2 separate regions of the Mus musculus genome follow, and region 1 is linked to region 2. The links are chromatin contacts, called in public HiChIP or PLAC-seq maps. All regions are on one chromosome and are shown on one strand. The core of a region is the stretch at or near the end of the contact, and the rest is flanking DNA. Distances in the headings are between cores, read along the strand shown.

Region 1 (4,322 bases), core at 526-3,025, 140 kb before region 2:
ATATAATATATTATATATTAAATAGCTTCAAACTTGGTACACATGCAATAATTGCCCATAAGTATCACACTTATCCATATAGATACCCATTCATATAAACAGAGTTTCAACACTATCACAGAATGAGGTATGTATCACATACTGAAGTGTATCATTTGTGGTCTTTATTTGTCTTTTCCACGTCTATGCCCCTTTCCAGATTTAAGAATTCAGAATCTCCCAGGTGGGAGTCCTTTGCAGGTTTAGTAGGAGATTCCTCAGGTTATACAGATGGAGCTCACTGTTCTGCTATTGGGAGCTGCTATCTGGTGGCAGAATGTTCTGGATCGAAATGCTCCTCAGTACTTCTCCACATTCATCCTCCTGAAGTTGGCCAGTGGCACTTCCCTTTGCACCTGATTTGTCTCCAGACCTTTGTTCTCCCCATCCTAGGACCAGGCTTTCTTCCCTCCCTCACCACAGTCAGGTGTGTCACATCCCATGGATAAGTCAGGTGTCCCGTGTCCCATGGTTAAGTGTGCTCATTGGTTTTACCCCTCAGCCTTTGTGGGTCACAGGGCAGACTCCTATGAACTTAAGTCCTGCTGTGTGTGTTCCTGCCTTTAGTAGATTGTGTATTGAGTACACGAATGGATATTGTTTCCCAAGTTCCTCCATTCCCACCAAACTCCTCCGTCTGGATATTTCTCATGACACTATCTTGGAACCATTCCTAGTTCTCCTCCTTGCTCAAGCCATGTATCCCGCCCACTTCTGGGAGGAGTCTGCAGTCTTTCCACCCATCTGCCATTCTGTCTGTGTTTGCTGCTATTCAGTGAAGTGATCGCACCTGGTGAGAGCCCGACTCTCTCGGACACCTAATTGCTATAACCCCATTTAAAATAGTAAGACAGCTCAGTGCTTAAGAGCACTTGCTGCTTTTCCGGGGGATCTGGGTTTGGTTCCTAGCATCTTAACAGGGAGCTTACAACCACCATTAGCTATAGTTGCATGAGGTCTGATACCCTCCTTTGGCCCCTGCAGGTAAATGTATTCACATGCTTAAGCGCCCCCCCCACACACTATAATTTAAAGTGCAATAAATATTTTTAATGCACAATATAAAATAAGTTTTAAAATAATCTCTTCTTCCACATTTACCACTGGATTCTAGTGAGTTTGAGGTTGGAATCATGAACTGAAAAATCTGTGATTTAGTGCATAACGCAGCACGGCACCCAGTCCATGTCAGAGGATAAGAAAAAAGGCATAGATGTGTGGTTGGTAGGCACTGTAACAGCATATTAAACTGTTTCTTTCCTACAAGCATGATGGAGTGATTCCCCAGCTAAGTGTTGTGTAGTCTCATGTGTGATTTCCATGTGTGACCTCACTAAGATTCTTACTTGAACACCCAAGGGAAGAAAATTGATGTTCAGAGAGTCTGAATTCCATGCACAGGTCATATGGATAGTAAGAAGAGTCAAGATTCAAGTCTGCGACTCCCCTCACCTCTCAGTGTGGTTCTCTGTGGGTGTACAGGGCTGATTGCCTTAAAGAGGCTCACCTGGAATGCAGTGTGGGTCATTCACCTCTGCCTGAGACCAACTGTCCTAGAACACTGATAAGTCAGGTGAACACATCTAAGTGTCAGCCAGATGAACCAGTGACATGTTTGTGTCTTCAGAATTGTCAGAAGCCAATGCCCAGTCCTTTGGTGTCACATGTACCATGGATCAGGTGCTCATGGTTTTGCCCTTCAGCCTCTGTGGGTCATAAAGACAGACCCATTTCCTATCACTCATCCATGAATCTACTGTGGATTAGCTCAGGTTTATGGCTCTGACTGTCAAGCTCACTTATGTTCTTGGCCTGAGTGTTTGTAGGTTCTTCTTGGTCAACTGAGAGCTGAGAGATCAGATTAAAAATTAAAATTATAAGTAGTATTTGGTTCCCTACACAAGGTTCACCAAAGCAGTAGTGCTTTATGGAAACAAATCTTTCAGTTTTGAAACAGGACCTCTTGTATCCTAGGCTGGCTTCAAACTATGCTATAGAGCTAAGGGTGACCTTGAACTCTTGGACAATTTGTTTCAACTCCTAGTGCTGGGGTTGCAGTGTCTGTGAATCACTACACCCAGTTTATTATGTGCTGGGAATGGAATCCAAGGCTTTATGTGGCCGGTGAGCGCTGAACCCACTAAGCTTCATTCTCAGATTGCAGTTTGCACTGCATGTACATACATACAAGGCTACAGAAGCCTATCTGTCTATTGGTTGAGCTGTTAATCCATCCATAAACATTTCTGTGTGTTCCAAAGGTATGTGCCTTGGAATGGAGTTGTGACAATTCTACAGATGATGTGATCTGGAAAAACAAAAACAAAAACAAAAACAAAAAACAAACAACAGCAACAACAAAAAAACCACCACCACCACCACCAACAAAAAACCCATAAGACTTATAAAGAACACACAAGTTAGCTTTCCCCTAAACAGTGCAAGAAAGTCTTACCTGTGTGGAGGTGATCTACCAGAGACTGGCATGTATTTTGTCAGGGTGTAAAGTTGGTTTGAGATGTTGAAAACTGGTCTTTGTTGGGTTTTGTTTGTTTGTTTGGGTTGTTTTTGTTTCTTTGGGTTATTTGTTTGTTTTTGTTTTGTTTTTTTTTTTTTTTAGATAAGGTCTCATAGTGCCTGTTCTAGCTTCAAAGTCATTGTATACAAGGGGATGACCTAGAACTGCTGATCTCCCTGTTTTCCCCTACCAAGTACAGGGATTACAGGTATGCACAGCCATGCCCAGTGTATGTGGTGCTAAGGGATCAAGTCCAGGACCTCATGCATGCTAAGCAATTGTTCTACCGACTGAATCACATCCAGAGATTTAAACAGCCAGAAAGCTTTAGGCTGAACACTGGGCAAAGTCACCGGACTGCTTAAACAGAAGCAACACAACAAGAGCATTCTTTCTCCATTTTCTAATCTTACAAGGTGAAATGCCTTTAGAATTTCAGACTCCCAACTGCACTTCCTTAACAGATGAAAGAATACATCTCTTGGGTGCACAGAGCATGACCCACACGTTTACCATGCCTCGAAACACACTTGTCTAACAAACTGCGTCCTGTCAGTTTGGAAGCCTTAATTATACAAGGTACTTCCCTATTGTTCCATAAATTAATCCTGGTATTTTTCAGACTAAGAAACCTGATCTCTCCTCTTAGAAATAAACATTACTGGATTAGTGAGCCCTTTGAATTGACTTTGGATGCACTGTGAGAATCCAGTGGACTGAGTTCAGGAGTAAAGTCCCAAGCCCGTTTTGGAACATAAGCCTGGATAATAACACAGCTATGAATATGATGGTGTTGAATGAAGGAAGAGCTGTTATTTCTGAAATGTGGGAACAAGTGTTACTGTCAAATGCCTGTCTGACAAACTGCCTCACAAAGACTACACGCTTCATTTGGTAAATTGAATCTGGAAGCGTAGACCTGATCCAGACCTGTTCAAACGATACCCCAAATCATTCCATTGTCTGTGGTTACTGTATTTTACACACTTTAAAATTCAACTTAGTGGCCTGGGAAGATGGCTCAGTGGATACAGCACTTGCCATGGAAGCAATAGGACCAGAGTTTGGGTCACAAGAACCCACATAAATGCCAGATTGGCATGTCGGCCACCCTCCAATTCCAGCCCCAGACAGTGGAGATAGGATCCTGGAGGAAGCTGGTTAGGGAGGCTAGTCATATGGGCAAGCTCTGGGTTTGTCTGGAAGACCCTGCCTCATTGAGTCAGGTGGAAGAACAATGGAGGATGAGCTCCAATATCAAGTGGATTTCTCTGCGCGCGTGTACGCGCGCGCGCGCACGCGCACACACACACACACACACACACAGAGTGTACCCATGCACCTGTGAACATGCACACATAGGTGTATGTATGAAGGCAAAATGGCCAACTTAGAAAGCAGAACAATGCTGAAACGTTTATGTAGCTGCATGCTTTCATGCTGTGAATTTCAGAAGTAAGCGACATTGCCCCAGTGCTGATAAGGAGTGATTGTGCGTGGCTTTGGCTTCTCATATCTTGTGTTCCCCTGACTACCCCTCTGTATCCCATTCCTCAGGCCTTTCCTTTGGCACAAAATTATTTTCTGCCATTTAAGCTGCTTCTATCCCCATTTAAAATTTTTGTTTTATTAGCATATATACATTATATGTGACAATGGTTTTCCTCTTCCATTCCTGCTGATACCCCTTCTCTTCTCACCATGCACTCTTCTAATTCTCCTTTCTCACTCTTTCCTTCCTTCCTTCCTTCCTTCCTTCCTTCCT
Region 2 (3,939 bases), core at 222-2,721:
ATGGTTCCCGCCTTAGGCCCATCCTCTGATTTGTTTATCTCCTCGTCCTGCTATCCATCTCTGCTCATTGAGCTCTTCCATCTGAACTTGCTCAACTCTGCACATGTCCTCAGACAGCCTGTCTCTGCAGACTCTGCCCTCAACCCTGCCTGGGATGACAAGCTTATCTAATATGTTCTCTTCTCAGCTCCTTTTCTTCCTCTGAAGACAGACCATTTTAAGCTACTCAACTTTTAGAGCCTCCAAATTTCTTCACTGAAAATCTTCATTCCATGGATAGTTAGGCAGTGTTCTCAGGATGGTAGCTAACTTCATACATACCAGGACCATCACTCTATCCACTGGTACCACAGTGTACTGGCTGGTTTTGTGTGTCAACTTGACACAGGCTGGAGTTATCGCAGAGAAAGGAGCTTCAGTTGGGGAAATGCCTCCATGAGATCCAGTTGTGGGGCATTTTCTCAATTAGTGATCAAGGGGGAAAGGCCCTTTGTGGGTGGTGCCATCTCTGGGCTGGTAATCTTGGGTTCTATAAGAGAGCCGACTGAGCAAGCCAGGGGAAGCAAGCCAGTAAAAAACATCCCTCCATGGCCTCTGCATCAGCTCCTGCTTCCTGATTTGCTTGAGTTCCAATCCTGACATCCTTAAGTGATGAACAGCAATGTGGAAATGTAAGCTGAATAAACCCTTTCTTCCCCAACTTGCTTCTTGGTCATGATGTTTGTGCAGGAATAGAAACCCTGACTAAGACACACAGCCTCTGAAAATGTTGGCAGTTTGTGCAGTTGCCTCTAGACTACAGAGATGCTTCACTCATTAAGAGCACTTGCTGCTCTTGCAGGGTACCTTAGTTCAGTTCCCCACTGAACTACCTGAACTGCAGCTTCAGAGATTCTGACACCTACCTCTAGCTTCTACAGGTACCCACAAGCATGCATGCACGAGTGTGCGTGCACATACCACACCCACACCACACCCACACACCCAAACACACACACACACACACACACACACACACACACACACACACATACACACATCTATACATAATTAAGAATAGAAAAAACTCTGAAATTGCTGGCTTGCTAGTTATACTGATGAGTATTAGTCTCCTTGGTAAAGTTTAGCATGTTAAGTCTTTGACAGATATGGCTTAGTTCCATCCAGTTTAGGCATAATCACTGTTGTTGTATAAACAAGGTCTAAGTCCAGGAAGGGTTGGCTTGCCCCTACAGGGAGAGTACCTCAGTCTAAATGCCTGTGCCTCCTTTGCCATGGGCTCTTCTGCAGAGAATTTTAATTCTTGACTAAAACGGGTAACAAGCTTAAGCCTCTGAGATGTTTGCTCTCTACCTTTCATGAAAAGCAGTGGGTGGAGAACTGGAAAGACAGACAGACAGCCCTTCCCCTGAGCTTGGGCGACAGGAAATGAGGAGCATTCTTTATGCCTGCTTGCCAGAGCTTGCTTACTTAATAAATGTTTACATATGAGTAGGGAGATCTGGTCTGAGGCTTGCTTTCATGACAGCCAGTACCAAGGTCAGACTTCTGTAACTGTCACCTCATGTCAAAAAGGACTGTGCCTTTAGGACCAAACTGATGCAGGGCTGGTCTCTGAGCCTTGGCTCTATGGAGAATTTGGTTTCAAGAGGGATTCCTGATACCAGCTTTTGCAGTAGTAGCAGCTCAGGAGTTGTGGTAGCTTACAATAGCCAAGAGTTATTTCTCAGCCTTGGCTCTGCCCCTCGGCTGTGGCTGTGCTCTGTCCCCGCTGGGCTCGGCTGGGCTTCATGCCAGGCTGCCGTGTAGGGTGGGGTCTATATCTGATCTTATCTCAAAGGTCAGATTCTGTAACAAGTCAAAGCAGCTACTGGCCATGTTTGTCTCCTGGCAGAGGCTGGGTCTCAAAATGGGCAGGCAGAAGGCTCTGCCTGCAACTGGTAACCCTGACACTTCTGCCTGTGGCACCAGTGCGGTGACACTGCATTAGATCCTTCTCTCATTGCTGCAGTCAGACCCTGACAAGAAGCAGCTTAAAAGAGAGAGTGTTTATTTGGCTTTCAGTTGTAGGGGATACAGTTCATCATTGGAGGCAGGCATGGTCACATGGCATCCACCATCAGGAAGCAGAGAGAGATGTACCCTGCTGTTCAGTTCCCTTTCTGTTTTCTAGTCAGTCTTGGGCTACACCTGATACACTGGTGCTTCCCACACTCAGGGTGGCTCTTCCCACCTCAGTTAACCTGGTCTAGGAAATCCCTTACAGGCACGCTCACAGATGATTTCCTGGTGACTGTAGCTCTTGCCAGGTTGACAAACAATATGAGACATTATTAGATGTCAGCCAATCACTTTTGGGAGCATTAACCGGATAGTGTGAGTCACCCTGTAGTGATGAGATGGGAGTGAGTGAATGCAGAGGGAATACACGTTGGCCTGGAGGGGTTTATAGTTTCAGAGAGGAGAACTGATGTCAGCTGCAGAGGTCATGGAAATGTAGTATAGAGGAGCAATCAGAGAGAGAAAGAGGGGAGGGGGGAGGGAGGGAGGAAGAGAGACAGAGAGAGAGAGAGAGAGAGACACAGAGAGAGAGACAGAGACAGAGAGTGACAGAGAGAGAGAGAATGTGTAGCTTCCATCGGTGTCTGTAAGGAAACATTTCCAACCCCCCCCCAAGGATCCCTGAGTCCCAGGATGCACAAGTCACTTATATATAATGGCAGATAACTTATGCCTGTCCTAAATCCTCATAATTAACCTGAATTACTCAGCTATCTAATGCAATACACGTGCTCCGTAAGTAACGGTTACATGTGTTGCTTAGGACAGAAGAGTGAGGAAGGCAGTCCTGCAATGTTCAGGACAGGTATGACTTCTAGCTGAGTATTCTCATGTTTAAAGATTAATTTTTAAAATGTATGTCTAGGTTTTTGTACATGTGAATGAAGACACCCACAAAGATCAAAGGCATTGGTGATCCACTCAGTGTAGGTGCGGGGATCTTCTCTGCAAGAGAAGCACCTGCTCTGGACTGCCAAGCTATAACTCCAGCCCTGTCTGAGTGTTTCCAATCAGGTACAGTTGTAATACCTACTCATGCAGAGGGCTCTCCTCAGAAAAAAACAAAAGACAAACAAACAAGAAAACAGAGTCGGGATTTAGCTCAGTGGTGGTAGCAAATGCCAGGACCTGGGTTCCATCCCCAGACATGAAAAAAGAAAATAAAACAAATACAAAATCACTGCCAATCAAACTCTACTAATAGGGTAGTGATATTTGATTCGTTGGTCTGTGGTGCTCCATACAGCTTAGAGGCCAGACCAAGGCTTCTGCTTCTCCCTTTTGGGCATGCCTTCAGTCAAGTGTTTGCTGTCTCTCAACAGTGAGACGAAGGGAAACACACCAGTTGAGCAGACCCTGGCCCTAGCCTCGAGTGCTTCCATGTCAGTCATGTTTTCTGGGTCCTCAGGTTTTTCAGTTTATAAAATAAAACCAGCAGCCCTCAAAGCCTCCTAACTAAGGGGGAAATGACAGGTGGGGTCTTGGCGTGAGGAGACTCTTCCCACCACCACCACAATACTGGCTTATTTCCTCTGCCTTTTCCTGTTTGAACACATAGCAGATTAAGCTCACTTGCATTTGCATGCAAGAAAGACACTTGGTTTTAATTCTAGCTCAATGCTAGATCTTCCCTCCTCACTTCATGATTTCAGGCTGACCCAGGACTTGGGCATTAGTTGTAACACAGAATTTTTTGCTGTTTTGCACACAGCACTTTATTAGTTTTGCTAGTGGTTGCCTCATCTTGACACAGATTTCAAAATGGCCGGTGGAGGACCTCCAGGGACATTCATTCACAGCACTGAACTTCACTGAGAAGATCCAAGCTCAGCTTGTTAAGTGAGAGGCCCACTTACTGGCTGGGGAGGAGCTGCGTGT

The links. HiChIP or PLAC-seq counts read pairs in DNA pulled down with a chosen protein or histone mark.
Region 1: an H3K4me3 HiChIP or PLAC-seq map of intestinal villus epithelium shows a contact between it and region 2, with 5 read pairs. The contact joins two enhancer-like sites. A contact is called at or near these places in 1 of 484 Hi-C or Micro-C datasets (the N1E-115 cell line), 1 of 115 datasets of contacts at active chromatin or transcription factors (intestinal villus epithelium) and 1 of 9 other capture datasets (adipose tissue).

What each region holds. Positions count from the first base shown.
Region 1 is chr1:126,729,309-126,733,630 of GRCm38.p6, reverse strand. All of the region lies in intron 1 of Nckap5 (NCK-associated protein 5), which reads left to right. Among named protein-coding and RNA genes, the nearest start is that of Nckap5, 99 kb to the left of the region's middle. Within about 2 kb of position 1,775, at least 3 of the 459 cell types and tissues checked have an H3K27ac peak or open chromatin away from gene starts, as enhancers often do. A contact at or near this core is called in intestinal villus epithelium, where this site is marked.
Region 2 is chr1:126,591,138-126,595,076 of GRCm38.p6, reverse strand. All of the region lies in intron 2 of Nckap5 (NCK-associated protein 5), which reads left to right. Among named protein-coding and RNA genes, the nearest start is that of Nckap5, 240 kb to the left of the region's middle. Within about 2 kb of position 1,471, at least 27 of the 459 cell types and tissues checked have an H3K27ac peak or open chromatin away from gene starts, as enhancers often do. A contact at or near this core is called in intestinal villus epithelium, where this site is marked.